3 separate regions of the Sus scrofa genome follow, and all the other regions are linked to region 1. The links are chromatin contacts, called in public Hi-C and promoter capture Hi-C maps. All regions are on one chromosome and are shown on one strand. Each heading gives the region's core, a stretch centred on a gene start, on an enhancer-like site or on the middle of the called end of the contact. The rest is flanking DNA. Distances are from core to core; before and after follow the strand shown. Region 1 holds the start of CDK4 (cyclin dependent kinase 4). Region 2 holds the start of CD63 (CD63 antigen). Region 3 holds the start of RAB5B (ras-related protein Rab-5B).

The links. Promoter capture Hi-C pulls out the DNA fragments that hold promoters and counts their contacts. A called contact is a pair of places that touch in the nucleus more often than the background predicts.
Region 2: a contact with region 1 is called in a Hi-C map of liver, with 4 times the contacts expected there. The contact joins the promoter of CD63 here to the promoter of CDK4 in region 1. A contact is called at or near these places in 1 of 5 promoter capture datasets (liver) and 3 of 47 Hi-C or Micro-C datasets (embryonic fibroblasts, liver and retroperitoneal adipose tissue).
Region 3: a contact with region 1 is called in a promoter capture Hi-C map of liver, with 6 times the contacts expected there. The contact joins the promoter of RAB5B here to the promoter of CDK4 in region 1. A contact is called at or near these places in 1 of 5 promoter capture datasets (liver) and 1 of 47 Hi-C or Micro-C datasets (heart right ventricle).

Annotation. Positions count from the first base shown.
Region 1 is chr5:23,039,250-23,044,311 of Sscrofa11.1, reverse strand. It overlaps CDK4 (cyclin dependent kinase 4), which reads left to right and starts at 2,353. Exons shown (of 8, transcript NM_001123097.1): 1 at 2,353-2,419; 2 at 2,865-3,101; 3 at 3,261-3,396; 4 at 3,514-3,681; 5 at 3,847-3,956; 6 at 4,205-4,255; 7 at 4,396-4,531; 8 at 4,771-5,062. The coding sequence starts at 2,884. The coding sequence ends at 4,863.
Region 2 is chr5:21,173,455-21,178,516 of Sscrofa11.1, reverse strand. It overlaps CD63 (CD63 antigen), which reads left to right and starts at 2,292. Exons shown (of 8, transcript XM_005663878.2): 1 at 2,292-2,844; 2 at 3,443-3,519; 3 at 4,500-4,688; 4 at 4,856-4,930; 5 at 5,033-5,062. The coding sequence starts at 3,454. It overlaps LOC106510300 (basic proline-rich protein-like), which reads right to left and starts at 3,455. Exons shown (of 2, transcript XM_013997622.1): 1 at 3,147-3,455; 2 at 2,668-3,078. The coding sequence starts at 3,455. The coding sequence ends at 2,668. LOC102162669 (a long non-coding RNA gene) reads right to left here and starts at 2,624. Exons shown (of 2, transcript XR_303407.3): 1 at 2,506-2,624; 2 at 1,278-2,113.
Region 3 is chr5:21,370,305-21,375,366 of Sscrofa11.1, reverse strand. It overlaps RAB5B (ras-related protein Rab-5B), which reads right to left and starts at 2,034. Exons shown (of 6, transcript XM_021091797.1): 1 at 1,911-2,034. It overlaps CDK2 (cyclin dependent kinase 2), which reads right to left. Exons shown (of 7, transcript NM_001285465.1): 6 at 4,702-4,905; 7 at 3,364-4,424. The coding sequence ends at 4,320.

The DNA.
Region 1 (5,062 bases), core at 1,104-3,603:
GACTTCTATCTGTTTTGTTGTTGTTGTTTAGGGCTGTACTTGCAGCACATGGAAGTTCCCAGGCTAGGGGGTCTAATCAGAGCTAAAGCTGCCAGCCTACGAAGTGTCTTCGACTTATATCATAGATTGCCGAAACGCCAGATCCTTAACCCACTGAGGGAGGCCAGGGATAGAATCTGCATCCTTGTGGTTGCTAGTCAGGATCGTGACCACTGAGCCACAACAGGGAACTCCCAGAGAATGAGTTCTATTTTAAAGACAGTGAGTTGTAGGGGGGCTTCATTGGAAGGTGAGGCTAAAATGAACCCTGCTGGTATGGGAAGGGAGTTCGGCACACTCAGAGACAGACTTCAGGAACGTTCCTAGCAAAACAGCCAATGGAGCAATTTAGCCAGTTTAGACCTTGAGATGTTTCTTACTAGTATCCCAGCTGCCCTTGCCAGCAAGGGCCCAGAGCTAGAACTTTCAGAATGCAACATGGAGTTCCAGCCATGGCTCGGTGGTTAATGAACCTGACTAGTATCCATGAGGACTCAGGTTAGATCCCTGGCTCCGCTCAGTGGGTTAAGGATCCAGCATTGCTGTGGCTGTGGTGTAGGCTGGCAGCTACAGCTCTGATTCGAACCCTAGCCTGGGAACCTCCATATGCTACAGGTGTGGCCCTAAAAAAAAACAAAAGACAAAAAAAAAAAGAATGCAACACAATTTATGTTCATCTCAAGCTTGACATCCTCAGCCAGATGGTTAAGGAGAACAGAAGTTAGGGTGCAAGGAGAGCAAATAGACTAATAGAATGGTTTCAGATATTAGACAGTTTATCATTAATGAGACACTGATCCTTACGTTTCCTTATCCCCATTCCCCCAAAGGGTTGGGAGATAAAGAAGTTGGAGCCAGTAAGACAAGAGAAGCCAGAGAAACCTGCCTATTGCCTACCTAGATGTCTGTGAGTGGGGAACATTTGTTCTGTGGAGGGACAAAGGCTAAGGAAGCTTGCACTGGTGGAAGAGAAGGCCACTCAATGGCCCCATATAAAAAGTTAGAAGGTTTGGACAAGGGCATAGTCATTTTTATGCAATGTGGTGGTAACTTCCTTGCACACACTCATTCCTATATCCATCTGTATATGATGTATATAATAGCGTGCGCGCGCGCGTGCACACACACACACACACACACACCATCTTAGTGCAGAAAAGAAACTTTTTTTTTGGCCCCACCTGTGGCATATGGAAGTTCCCGGCCAGGAACTGAATCCGAGCTGCAGATGTATCAACGTGGGATCGCTAACCCCCTGCGCCTGGTAGGGTTGAACCTGTGCCACCACAGAGACAACTAACTCAACGGATCTCACCCCGCTGCACCACAGCAGGAACTCTGGAAAAGAACCTTAAAGGTCAAGTATTCCTGTTTCCAGCTCATTAATAACCTCTCTGCCAGGAGGTATCTAGATTCTGCTTTAACACTCCCAGGGAGAAATGGAAGTTCTGAAGAGGTGAAGGCACACTACCTTGCCACGCTTCCTGTTGGATTACTGTATTTATCTGCCTTCCATCAGTCCTTTAATGCTAGTTTTGCCCTAAAACGGGTATTGTGTCCTCTCTATTTTATATGATCACGCTGCCGGCTATATCTTTACATATAGCCTTTTCACTACCTTAAAGGGCTAGTGCCTGAGACACCAAAAAAACTCATGTAGCAAAAACCGTACATTTACACAGGAAGTAAGCGTTCGGTAAAAATTTGTTGAATGAGTGAATGAAACAAAGACACAAATGAGAATATGTTTTCCGATGGCGGTGGTACATAAAGGCGACAGCACCTCCTCACGTCCCCAGGCCCCCCACTCTGCATATAGAGTGACAGACGCATAGTGACACTGGAGTTGGCGCTCCGGCTCGGCCTGCAATGGGGAATTGGGATCTGGGTGGCCCAGGTTGCCATGGCACCGTATTGGACTCCACCTTCTCTAGGCTCCCGCCCCCCCCTCGCCAGAGTTACGGCAGCCAGTCACGTGCCCTACAGCGTAACCACACCTCTGCTCCTCCAAGCAGTCAAGCGGTCACGTGTGATAGCAACAGATCACGTGGCTGCCATCGCCCCTCCGCCCCTTTCCCTTCCCCGCCCCCTTCCCGGTCAAATAGGCTCCAAGCTGCCTTTCTGCGCACGCGTACTCTGGTCACGTGTTCCGAACGTCCGGCACATTCGCCCCGCCCTGCCAGTTTCCGCGCGCCTCTTTGGCAGCTGGTCACATGGTGAGGGTGGGGGCAAAGGGGGCCGCTCTAGCCTGCGGCCTATGTCTATGGTCGGGCCCGTAGAGTCCAGCTGCCCCAGACAGAGCTCGAGTGCATGGCGCTGCAAGAACCGGCTCCGGGGCCCCGATAACGGGCCGCCCCCGCAGCTCCTGACACGGGGCGAGGTAAGTGTAGCCCCCTTCCAGGAATAGGGACCATTCTAGTCCTCCCCGGCTTCCTACGCGGGCTGGTCTGGAAGGGTCGCTCGAGGGCGGGAAGTGGTGCAGGGTGTAGTATGTTCCTTTGTGGTCATAGGGAGGTGTAATTTAAAGGACTAGGTGAAGGGTCTTCAATGCAGGGGGTGTGTCGTGTGGGATTTCCCTTGTACAGGGCTTGATAGTCCCAAAGAAGAAGGAATTTTTTAATTCTAGGGCCTCACGTGGCTGGAGGGCTTTTGGTTAATCATTGTGTTACCTAGGGGGGTCGGCCTTATGGAAATTTGGGGAAGGGACGGGATGCTGCTCTTGTTGTCTTTGGGATATGTTTTGTGCGAGACACTTTGTTGCCGCAGGCTCATAACTATTTGAACTCTGGAAGGGAATTTGGTGGCAGGAGTCTCTGTGATTGTAGGGTCTCATCTGGTCTGAGAATGGCTACCTCCCGGTATGAACCAGTGGCGGAGATTGGTGTTGGTGCCTATGGGACCGTGTACAAAGCACGGGATCCCCACAGTGGCCACTTTGTGGCCCTCAAGAGCGTAAGAGTCCCCAATGGAGGAGGTGCTGGAGGGGGCCTGCCCATCAGCACGGTTCGTGAAGTGGCCTTACTGCGCCGGCTGGAGGCTTTCGAGCATCCCAATGTTGTCCGGTGAGAAGAAGGTGGAGGGTTGGGAGTGGGTAGTAAAAAGGAATAGACAACCTGTAGGTGGGGAGTGGTGGTTGAAAGAAGTGGGGACCCTGAAGGAATAGGGGAAGCCATGTTAGGTCAAAGATGATTGATCACTGAGTGACCTTTTGTTCTGGCCAGGCTGATGGATGTCTGTGCCACTGCCCGAACTGATCGAGAGACCAAAGTGACCCTGGTGTTTGAGCATGTGGACCAAGATCTAAGGACATATCTGGACAAGGCACCCCCACCAGGCTTGCCGGTGGAGACCATCAAGGTGAGTAGGATGGACATATACTGAGAAGTAAACTGGGATCTTTGTAGTAGCATCTGTTGTGGCTTCCAGTATGATGCCTAGTTTCCAGTTTCTCTGTACCTCCCCCTTCTAAACCAGGATCTGATGCGTCAGTTTCTAAGAGGCCTAGATTTCCTTCATGCCAACTGCATCGTTCATCGAGACCTGAAGCCAGAGAACATTCTGGTTACAAGTGGTGGGACAGTCAAGCTGGCTGACTTTGGCCTGGCCAGAATCTACAGCTACCAGATGGCACTTACACCTGTGGTCAGTAGAAAGATGGTAGCCAAAATGGCTTCTGGTTAGTGGGAGGAGAATGCTTGCTCGTAGCAGTTGGGAAGTCACGTGTTTTTTACGTGCTTGACTTCAGTGAAGCAGTTGTGCTTCATGGTAAGGAGTAGGGACCTCATCGACCCTTCTTATTCCTATTAGGTGGTTACACTCTGGTACCGTGCTCCAGAAGTTCTTTTGCAGTCTACGTATGCAACACCTGTGGACATGTGGAGCGTTGGCTGTATCTTCGCAGAGATGTTTCGTCGAAAGTATGGGGCCCAAATAACCCATAATTTCCCAAATCTCTTATTCATAAACCACATCCATGTCATGGCCACTCTTCTACTTGAGTACTCCTGACCATCTGGTCTATAACCAGAAGCTCTGAAATATCCTGGAATTAGGAATTCCATAGCTCTTTATTCTACATACCCGATGTTCTGAGCTACTAAGCTGTAATCATTCTTCCACCATATGTTTGAAAATGACTGCTGTCTTATGTCTTTTCTCACCTCAGGCCTCTCTTCTGTGGAAACTCTGAAGCTGACCAGTTAGGCAAAATCTTTGAGTAAGTGATTGGGAAGGGAAAAGAGTTTTCCATTCTTAGTCGTCCTCTTTCTGCTGAGCCCTGGTTGGAAACTGGCTCTGCCCCTGGGGGTGGGGGCTAGAGACGGGCCCTCCTGACCAGAGTTCTCCTGTTTCCCATAGCCTGATTGGGCTGCCCCCAGAGGATGACTGGCCCCGAGATGTGTCTCTACCCCGAGGAGCCTTTTCCCCCAGAGGGCCCCGCCCAGTGCAGTCGGTGGTACCTGAGATGGAGGAGTCTGGAGCACAGCTGCTACTGGTACTGGGCTTGGGTATGGGCACAGGGTGAGATTGGGGTGAAAAAACAGCAGTATAAAAGGGACCCAAACACATTGTGATCACTGAGACTCATTAGTGGATGGGCTAGTTTTCTCTTGCTGCTTTGAATGGCAGTCCACAAAGAGAGATAGAAAAGAACCCATTCTAGATATTGTTAAGGGTGAGTAGAAGTCTATTTTGTTTTCTTCACAGTTTTCTGACCTTTGCCTCCCTTCTTAGGAGATGCTGACTTTTAACCCACACAAGCGAATCTCTGCCTTCCGAGCCCTGCAGCACTCTTATCTACATAAGGCAGAAGGTAACCCAGAGTGAGCAATGGAATGGTTGCAACAGAACCAAGAGAAGAGAAGCCAACACTTCCCTTCCTTTGAACACTTGAGAGTCCCTTGCCGAGAAGTCGATCTCTGCCTTCATCTCTGGGGTGTGGAGACGACTGCCTCTGTCTTTTTACAGAGAATATTTTGCTGCCTTAATGACATTCCCCTCCCTCCCCTCCTTTTGAGACTTACCC
Region 2 (5,062 bases), core at 1,043-3,542, 1.9 Mb after region 1:
CCATCCTTAAGTATTTTCATATGCATATTAAAAAAAATAGTGGAGGAGTTCCCATCGTGGCTCAGTGGTTGGTGAGTCCGACTAGGAACCATGAGTTTGCGGGTTCGATCTCTGGCCTTGCTCAGCAGGTTGAGGATCTAGTGTTGCCGTGAGCTGTGGTGTAGGTTGCAAATGTGACTCGGATCCTGCGTTGCTGTGGCTCTGGCGTAGGCCAGCGGCTACAGCTCTGATTAGACCCTAGCCTGGGAACCTCCATATGCCGCAGGAGCGGCCCTAGAAAAGGCAAATAGACAAAAAAAAAAAAGAGGAATTTTCCTATATAATCATACTGTCATCATACCTAAGAAAATTATTTTCTCAGGTCTAATTCTCAGTCAATATTTAAATTTGCCCAGCTGTTCCCAAAATGTCTTTCATGGTTGTTCAGGCAAAGATGTAATCAAAGAGCAAGCATTATACTTGGTGAGTAGGTATTTAATGTTTCTCAATCTTTTTTTTTTTTTGGTTTTTAGGGCCGCACCCATTGCATACGGAGGTTCCCGGGCTAGGGGTCACCGGCCTACGCCACAGCCACAGCAGATCTGAGCCTCGTAAGCAACCTACACCACAGCTCACTGCAACGTCAGATCCTTAACCCACTGAGCGAGGCCAGGGATTGAAACTTCAACATTATGTTTCCTAGTCAGATTCATTTCCGCTGTGCCACGACGATGCTAACTCCTAAAGTTTCTCAATTTGACTTCAGACCAGCTTCCCTCCCGTCCATCTGTCACCACATCCTTCCCCAGCCCTGTGAGGCAGCTGGCCAATCCCAATCTGCCATGGACTTTATTTTTAAATTAAAAAAGAGTTTGTGTTTTTGCTTTTTAGGGCTACATTCGCACAACTCAAGGCCACGCCGGCTCCTTAACCCACCGAGCAATGCCAGGGATCAAACCCACATTCTCATGGTTACTAGTTGGGTTTGTTAACCCACTGAGCCACAGTGGGAACTCCCTGCCATGGACTTTTAAAACTACTCCTTTTTTGGAAGTTCCCATTGTGGTCCAGCAGTAATGAACCCAACTAGTTATGAGGATGCGGTTCAATCCCAGTCCTCGCTCGGCTCAGTGGGTGAAGGATCTGGCCTTGCCGTGAGCTGTGGTGTAGGTTGCAGACACCGCTCGGATCTGGCGTTGCTGTGGTTGTCTCTGACTCAACCCCTAGCCTGGGACCTTCCGTATGCCTGAAAAGACAAAAATTAAAAATAAATAAATAAATAAACAAAACGACTCCTCTTTTACACCTGGCCCTTTCCTTGGCACTGGAACTGATGCTTGCCCTTTTATTCGCCAAGCTCCCCTGGGAGAGCACCACCCACCTCTGTGAAATCTTTTTCTTTTTCCCTCTGGGGCATCGGCACCTCCTGCCCCTCCCTCTGAGCTAGTCCAGCTGCCACCAGGGGTTTCTGCGTCTATTCACAGTGTGGGCTTGGTTCTGCCTGCTGGCAGAGGACAGGGCCATCAACTTCCTCACCTCGCTGGCCCTGTGCCCAGCACATGCCTGGCAGAAACAGAGGAATACTCCTTTCTTCGGAGTCTTGGCTCCTCCTCCCCAGCCTGCCTGCAGGTGATAACTGGGGAGCAATGTCCAGAAGGGGCTTGGTGTGTTTCGCTTGAAGATAGTGATCCTGGAAACTGGTTCTCAGCCCAGCCCAGCCCAGTGCGCCTTCCTTTTGCTCTTAAAGTTTCCTTCCTTCTTTGTGTACACACACCACAGCTCAGGAAATGGTTCTTCAGGCAGGACCAGAAAAACGCAAGGGGTGGGTTCAGGCTGGGCGGGCAGCGGTGTGGTGGCTGGTTCCGTCCTTGCCCCGTTCACACAGTTTCTTCTGGAGCCCACCCCCCCCTCACCTTCCAGTCCTCTCCAGGCTTTGCCCCTGGGCTGTCCAGGACGGGCGAGGAAAATGCAGGGAATACGTGCTGTGCTCGCCTAAGTGTCCTCGGCACGCCTCCCGGGTAACAGGCTGATCCGGGAGTGGAGGGAGGGACCTCATTCATGACGCATCATGACTGACGGGGTGGGATGTCCTGGGAAAGGCTTCCTCTATTTCTCCGCTCACTCCTCCGGAATCCTACAAAATGGAGAATGGACTAACAATGGGAGCGGAGAGAAGGAACACCCCTTCTAGAATGGTGGGGGACCCCCAGGATGTGAAGCCAGGGACTTTCTAAAAGTGTTTATTCGCGACCCACCCTATCCCAGGGACCCAACAGCGCCCTCTACTGACTCGGGGAAGGGGTGAGGGGCTGGAACAGAGTTGGAGCGAGAGGAAGGGAGTGGGCTCTGGGTGGAGGATGAGGAGGCCTCTTGAAGACCATCTTGTCCCCTCGCCTCAGCTCCGCCGCCCGGGCTGGGTGCACAGAGGGTTCCTCTGGGCCGCTCATCCCTCCTTTAGCTCTCACACGTCTCCCCCGTTTGCCTGAGCCAAAGAAAAGCAGGCGGCGCCTGGTCCCCCTCTCCTACCCCGAGTTGGCACGGGGCTGGGGAAGCCAGGAGAACCCAGGCACCCCGGGGTCTTGCCCTTGGTGCCCTCCCTTTGCGGGGGGTGGGCGCCGTCTTCCAGGCAGGGGCCACGTGGCCTTGACCCGGCCGGGGTCTCGGCCTTCCTCCTGCAGGCCGGGTGACTCAGGCCGCAGCTGTTCTCGCGTCACATGAGGGAGGCTGGCGGCTACTCGGCGGGGGAGGGGGCTGCGGATGGAGCCGGGGCGGGGCCGCGCGCCGGGCGGGGCCGGAGCCGGGGGGCGCAGCTAGAGAGCCCCTGAGCCGCGGCGGGAGTGCAGCGCACAGCCTCGGGGAGCCCAGGTGAGGCCGCGGAGCCCGCTCCGGCTCTGGCGTCGGGGTGTTGGGGGGAATCGCCAGCCGCTCCCCGCTCAGGGCCTCGCTCCGGGCCTCTGAAGATCGGCTTCGCTCCCCCGCTGCTCCCGAGGCCCTCGCAACTTTGCAACTTTGGAAAGTTCCGGAGGCCCGGGAGGGGTGGGATGCGGAGCGCGGGACGCACTTATTTTTGGCGGTGGTCAGAGCCCAGGGGAAAGTGGCCTGGGGATCGGGCTAGAGCTGAGGACAATTTTGGGGGGCTGGTTGGGTGGGGAGGGGGTGTTTAACACCTGGGGGCTGGCGGGCCCAGGGTGGGCGTCCAGCCCTGGCCCCAGCGGGCGCCCTTGGATCAGTCCGGGGCCAGGGACGCGGCGGGGCGGGGTCCGGGCTGGGCGACGGGCGCCCCCACCCCTCTCCTGCAGGGAGAAGAGGGGGCTGGGAGACGTGGATCTGACCGCGGGTTTCCGGGTGGGAGGGGCCGGGAATGGGGGCCGCGCAGGGGAGGTCTCGAGGGCCGGCAGGGCGCTCCGAAGCCCGGATACCCCTTCGACCGGTTCTAATCCCCCTGCCCTCCCCTGTGCCCCAGGCCAGGCAGCCATGGCGGTGGAAGGAGGAATGAGATGTGTCAAGTTCTTGCTCTACGTTCTTCTGCTGGCCTTTTGCGTGAGTGGGGAGCGGGGACGATGGGGGCGCGCTGGCAGGGTGCGGGGAGAACTGGCTCGGGAGTGCTGACGGCTGAGGGGTCAAGAAGGAAGGCAGCTGGAGAGCAGATGTGGAAGGAACTCCCGGCTAACGGCCGAGGGCAGCGCGGCCATCGCCTCCTCCAGCTCAAAGCAGGGATCTTTGAGACTGTTTGGGATCGAGAATGGCCGGCCTGGGTGCCTAGCACCCTCCCCGTAATCCCTCCTTGCCTTTCCTGTCTGGTGACCCAACCTCTTGTGATATGGGGCAGTGGGGCAACCCGCCAACGGCTTGATGCTATCACCACGGGGTGCCCCTCCGCACCCTCCACCCCCCCTTCCTCTCCATTCCCTCATACCCCCTCCTTCCTGCTTGGGGGTTGGAGAGGGCTCTGTCCACCTAGATGGCTCCTGCCCTGGGCCCCCGGCTTGAGAGAGGATTGTTTGTCCAGGGAGGGGCAGGTCACCCTTACCCCGCTTCCTCCTCCCTTCTCCTCCCTGGCCTAGTGGGCCTGAGGAACCCGAGTCCTGAGGAACCCTAGTGGGCCCCAGGAACCCTAGTCACAGCTGGTGAGGATGTGGTGGGCACTGGAGGACAGTGAGAGGGCAGTTCTGGGAGCCCTGGAGGCCCATAGGAAGAGGCTCACAGGAAGCACTTCTCTTTGTTGGGAATTTGTGCCCTGGGGTCAAGGCTTTCTGGGAACTTCTCTTTTTGCCTTGGTGAGGAGCGGGTTGTGGAAGGTGTGGTTCCTTCTGACTGCCTTCTCTGAGAGCCTTGAACAGTTTCCCAGCCCTCCCTGGCAAGGATGGCTCACCCTTCTCCCCCACAGTTAGGTCCCCTGGAGGTGTGAGAATCCGTCTCTGGAGTGGGGTTCTGGTCTGTGTCCCGGGTCCATCGCGCCCTCCACCTTGGAGGGCTGATGGGTTGTGCGGCCTCTCAGTCCTGCTCTGTCCTCCCCGCAGGCCTGTGCCGTGGGACTGATCGCCGTGGGGATCTGGGTCCAGCTCGTGCTAAATCAGACCATTACCCAGGGGGCCACCCCTGGCTCCCTGTTGCCTGTGGTCATCATCGCAGTGGGTGCCTTCCTCTTCCTGGTGGCCTTTGTGGGCTGCTGTGGGACCTGCAAGGAGAACTACTGTCTTATGGTCACAGTGAGTGGCGGTGGGCCAGCACGGGGCCTGGCCCTCCTGGAAGGGCGTTCCTCTGGAGAGGGCTTGGGAGGGTGGGTGGGTGAAGGAAACTTCTGTGAATGTTCCTGAGAATGGCAGGCCCCCCTTGCCCAGACGCCAAACCTGACTCTCGTCCTTTGCGCCCGCAGTTTGCCATCTTCCTGTCCCTTATCATGCTGGTGGAGGTGGCAGCCGCCATTGCTGGCTATGTGTTTAGAGACAAGGTAAGCAGGGACTAAGGGGAGGGCCTCGTCTCAGAGGCCCGGCTACTCTGGGACCCAGGTGCCCCGAATTCTGGCTTCAACACAGCTCCTCTCTACTCCCAGGTGAAGGCAGAATTTAATAAGGACTTCCAG
Region 3 (5,062 bases), core at 785-3,284, 1.7 Mb after region 1:
ATTCACTGATCTTTCCTGCCCATAAAAGAAAAAGAAGTTTTGGCCATCTATTTGGGCATTTCCTAGAATACCCACTACACAAAGTGTGTTTTTTTTTTTTTTTGTGTGTGTGTGTGTGTAAGGATGTGAGGGATAACCCTGAGCACAACTCTCTGCTTGTCTGAATTTGATAAAAGCAAGACAAAATGAACTGCGAAAGGAGCACAATAAATAACAGAGTATCATCTCAGAAGGGAAACTGTAAGAATGAGAAACCAGAGTTTGGTGGGAACATGAAAACAGAATTGCCTTGGGTGGCATATCCCCCAAAGGGAAGTAAGATTAGTCTGATCTGCTATCTCTTATCTCTGACCTTTCTGGATGAAAGGAGGGAGGTATATGTGGGAGGATTTATACTTTTTATACTTCTGTAAAACTTGAATATTTAAAAATATGTACATATTACTTTTCTAATTAAGAAGAAATGTCGTTACAAAATATGCTGGTATAAAAGGGAAAAAGAGGGAAGTATAATAAGGGAAAATCCAATAAGCTCCAATCTATGGAGGGGACTAATGAGGTCAGTAGAGCATTCAAAATATATGGGAGGAGGGGACTCTCACATCTTATTAAATCCATTTTCCTTTTCTCTACTCACCTCCTTCCCCAAGTGCCTCTCCATCTGACCCAACTTTCTAATAGCTCAGAGACCGGGGCTCCTGAAGAAGGAGACAAAGAACAGGGGTGATGCCAACCTTCTGGAATGGAATTTCTCACTCTTCCCCAAATCCCTTCCTCAGTGATATCACCTCATATTTCCAGGCTTGGTTCCACCTAACCATTACCTGCCTGGGAAATACCCAAGTCCAAGTGCCACGAAAGTTTCCCCAACTATGGTCAGAAGGTCTCTGGATGGCTGCGGGATCCCTAAGTCCATTTCCAGTGCAGAAAATAAATCACTGATTCTCCATTGCTGGGTCAGAGACAAGGTATCCAATAAAGACCACATTATTAAGTAGGAAAGAAAGAATGAACACCCCCAAAGCCGACTTCTTAGCTTTTTCACAGGACATGAAACAGGAGGTAAGAAGAAACAGAGACTGCAGTCTAAAGTGTGTGAACGGCCAACAGTTAGAGAAAAAAAAAATTACTTTTGTCTTCATTGGCTACCCCAGGAGTACCAAAAAACTTCAAGTTACCACATCTCCACACGTAATGGGAACAAAAGCATGAGTTCTCGCAAGACCCTGAGCCTCTAGCTCACCCTTTAGCATTCCCAGCAGCTCCCATAACTGATGCGAGACCCTGCTTCCCTTGCTCCAGTTCCGAGTCTTCTAGATTAAGAAAGCTCTCTTGGCTTGTCTCGGTTCTCCCTCACTGAACCCAAATCCCTGTCGGCTCAACTCTGGAGCACCCTAGTTATTTTTATAATAGTCACTTTGCCCGAAAAGAATGCCTCTTACACAGCTAAGAACCTTTCTCTGGCCCTTCCACTGAGACCTCTCGAGAGAGCCTCAGCCCCGGTTCCCCTCGGGGCCCGGGCGTCGGGCTTGACCCCTCCTCACCTCCCGGCATGGGCTTACCTCACCCGCCGCCCCATCCCATCTCCCCAGCTCCTCCCTCTTCGGCGAGGCTCAAAGAGGCCTGCCCCTGCCCGCACGCGAGCCACGGGCCTCCCGCGCCGGCGCCCAGCCCGGCAGCCAACACCACCCAGCCGCCTTCCCGACTCACCAACTTCGGGCTCCCAGCCCGCCCGGCCCCCTCCTCAGCGCCCCCATTAGGCCTGCTGGGGCCCGGCCCCCTTCTCCCCTCTCCAGTGGGCCACTCCAACCCCTCGCGGAGGCCTAGACCCGCCTCTGCCCTCAGGCCAGGCCGCTCTCCTCTCCGGGGCGCCTCCGCCCCTGCCCTTGCGGGCTCCATCAGCCAGGTACCTGGGGCTCCGTCTCCCCCGTCGGGCCCAAGCCTGTGTCGAACAGACAAACAGCTGCAGCTCAACCAAACCCTCCTGCCCCTCCTCCTCCTCCTCGCCCTGGGGCGGGGGCCCCAGCCAATTGCACGACTACCCGCCTACCACAGAGGGTGGGCTCTGTGCGCCCTAATCCGCCAATCCTCTGGAGAAAGGCGGATCTCTTTCGGCGCTATCACCAATGAGTACGAGAAAAGGACTGGACAGACGGGTCTCTGCACCAATACAGAGAGGGAAACCTTGGAGATGGACGAGGTGAGGAGCCACTAAAGAGTGAGCTCCCCGAGATAGGGGGCGGTACACCACTAACAGGCGTGTACCTCAACCAATAAACTCTCGACATCCTCATGACCCCGCCTTTTGACTCATAAACATCTAATCAGGTGAGCGACGGAGGCGGGTCAAAGTGAAATTTTAACCAGTACTTCGAAAATTCGAGACTTGAATGGCAGGCAAGGCGGGGTCGAAAGGCTTTGGAAGGCCGCTACTGACCTCCGCCCCTCCCCCGTATTCGGCAGGCCTGCCTTCAGCGCCCCGCCCTCTATGACAAATTCGCGGGCGTAAGGGAAATACTTCTCTCCGGGACCTGGAGCCTGGGAATTTAAGTACCCTTCACATCGGTGCTTCCTCCTTTCAGTGGGGCTCCGAAGGGTGGCCCACGGGCAGTCTGAGATTTTTTTTGGTGAGATGAAACAATGGCAACTCCTAGAAGTGGTAACTTGAGGAGGCTTTAGCCCTGTTATAGTAATTTTTCATAAGACGATTGATATATTCTCAATTGTACGTAAATATGAATAAACTACTTTGGAAAACTTTACCGTTTGTGATATGAAACAAAAAGGAAAAAAAGGGGAGCTTCCTGGGAAATGCAATGTCAATGCAAATTCCCATGGAGCCCAGTTCCAAACATACTGCTGCTCCTAAACCCTAACCTTGAAATTCTGGAACTGGCACCTCGTACGTATGTGTATGGGATATATGTCTATGTGTAGGTGTTGTGGGGGCAAGGAGAGATGTAAGTTTGTGGGGAAAGAGAAGTAGGAAATACATAAGCTTCGGTTTCCCTAGCTGTAAAATCAGGGCAATAATTCCCACCTTGCCCACCCTCGGCACTATCCCAGTTGCATCACAGAGATCAAAATGGGGATGGGGTGGGTAGCCCTGCACAGAGATTAGGAAAAGGAGTCTGAAACCAATTATCGCATACATTCATATTCTCTCACACACCATTCTTTCAGTAAAACACAGAGATGAGCTATAAAACTAAGAACTTTTTTTTAATGAATTATAAACTAAATTACAAATAATGTTAACAGCAAGAACACTCAAGGACAAAAGGTTGGAGGAAAGAGACAAAATCATAAAAAGAAAAAAAAATTTTTTAAAAACATTTGCATTATAAACCCCAAGGTGCACAGGGCAACAAATCCACCCATTCCCACTTAAAAAACTACTATAACCTGAAATATAAATATAATTGTTCATCCTTCTTTTAAAGAAATATTTTTTCCCCAATGCCCCCACTCAGTCACAGCCCTAAAAAAGTGTCAGCATTCTCAAAACGATGTCTAAACCTTAACTTTCACTCTTATGAGGGTGGCCTTCAGAGGAAGATAGGACTTAGCACCTGATGAACTAAGACTCTTAAAAGGAAGAGAAAAATTCAAACATTTTTCACTTGCCTCTTAAGGCCTCAGTGAAGCATTGTCTTTGTCCCAGAGCCTCCCAGACACCTCTTGCCTGTAGGAGGGACAGGCAAGAAGACTAGGAGCAACCATTTCTACTGCCGCCTCACTAGCACCGCAGAGACTGGGAGTCTTGAATCTCCCAGACTGTTAGGTGAGATGAAACACTACAACTAGGGCATAAACTGGTTGGATCTATTTTTTTAACCTAATTCTTTAAAACAGGTCCCTCCCTATGTTTCTGTTTTGCTTGGGTTTCAAAAGTTCCAACTTAGCCCCGCTGTTATCAGTTAGCTTTACGCAATGGCTGCAGGAGATTTGGGGTCTCCCAAACACAGAAAATAATTTCTGGGCTTTCAGAGACTGGATGGCAATCCCTGTGTGGTGGGAGGAGAAAGAGTCAGTCTTTTTTTTTGTTTTTTTTAAATACCAGCTCTCATAAGTAACGACTAAGAGGAGGGGGGGAGGGTGGTGGAGGCTGACTTAAGTGCATCTAATACTGAAGCTTCCTTTCAATTTCACCTATTGCTCCCCTCTACCCCCTGTTTCTCCAAAGTTGGCTGGCTGAGAGGAGCAGGTGAGTGCTAAGGCAGCCAGACAAGAACAGTGGGCTAAAAGCCCTGGGCCAAGCCAGATCAGGCCCCCACTGGAGGAGAGGGTGAGACGAGGGGTAGGGTTCACAAAGGCCATCAAAGTCGAAGGTGAGGTACTGGCTTGGTCACATCCTGGAAGAAAGGGTGAGCCAGAGCTGCCTTTGCTGAAATCCGCTTGTTGGGGTCGTAGTGCAGCATTTGCTGGAGGGAGAGATGTATGCTGAGTTCAGTAACGTGATAATGGACTAAATGGGCAGCAGGTATCTTGAGAAATTGGGAAAACAATTCCTTTCACCCAAGGTAGAGTTCCCATTTCCTCCCTCCCTATATCTAACAGGTGCGCCAACAGCCATAGGGAAGCACAAGCTAGGGAAACGCTGAGACCAGGAGTCCAGGGCCTCATTCTTCCTTCACCCTGGAAAAACCCAGCCCTGGGGGAGTAAATGAGAGGAAATGGGTGCCCACTCCCCACTCTCACCGATAACAAGCTCCGTCCATCTTCATCCAGGGGAGGCACAACTTTGCTAAAATCTTGCCTGGCCCACTTAGGGAAACTCGGTTTATAATCAGGCATGGAAGTAACTCCTGGCCAAACCACCTCATCTGGGGTCCCAAGAGTCCGAAAGATCCGGAAGAGCTGGTCAATCTCAGAATCTCCAGGGAACAGAGCCCGGCGGGTCACCTGAAAATGGGGAAAGAGGAAAGGCCGAGACCCACATTGACGTCAGTCACAACTGCCCATTGGATAATGGAGGTTCCCACAGGCAGTGGAAGTTCAGCAGGGCCCCATGACTCCCTCCCCAGGGTCTTTCATGGGGTCAGTCACACAGAGCCTGAGA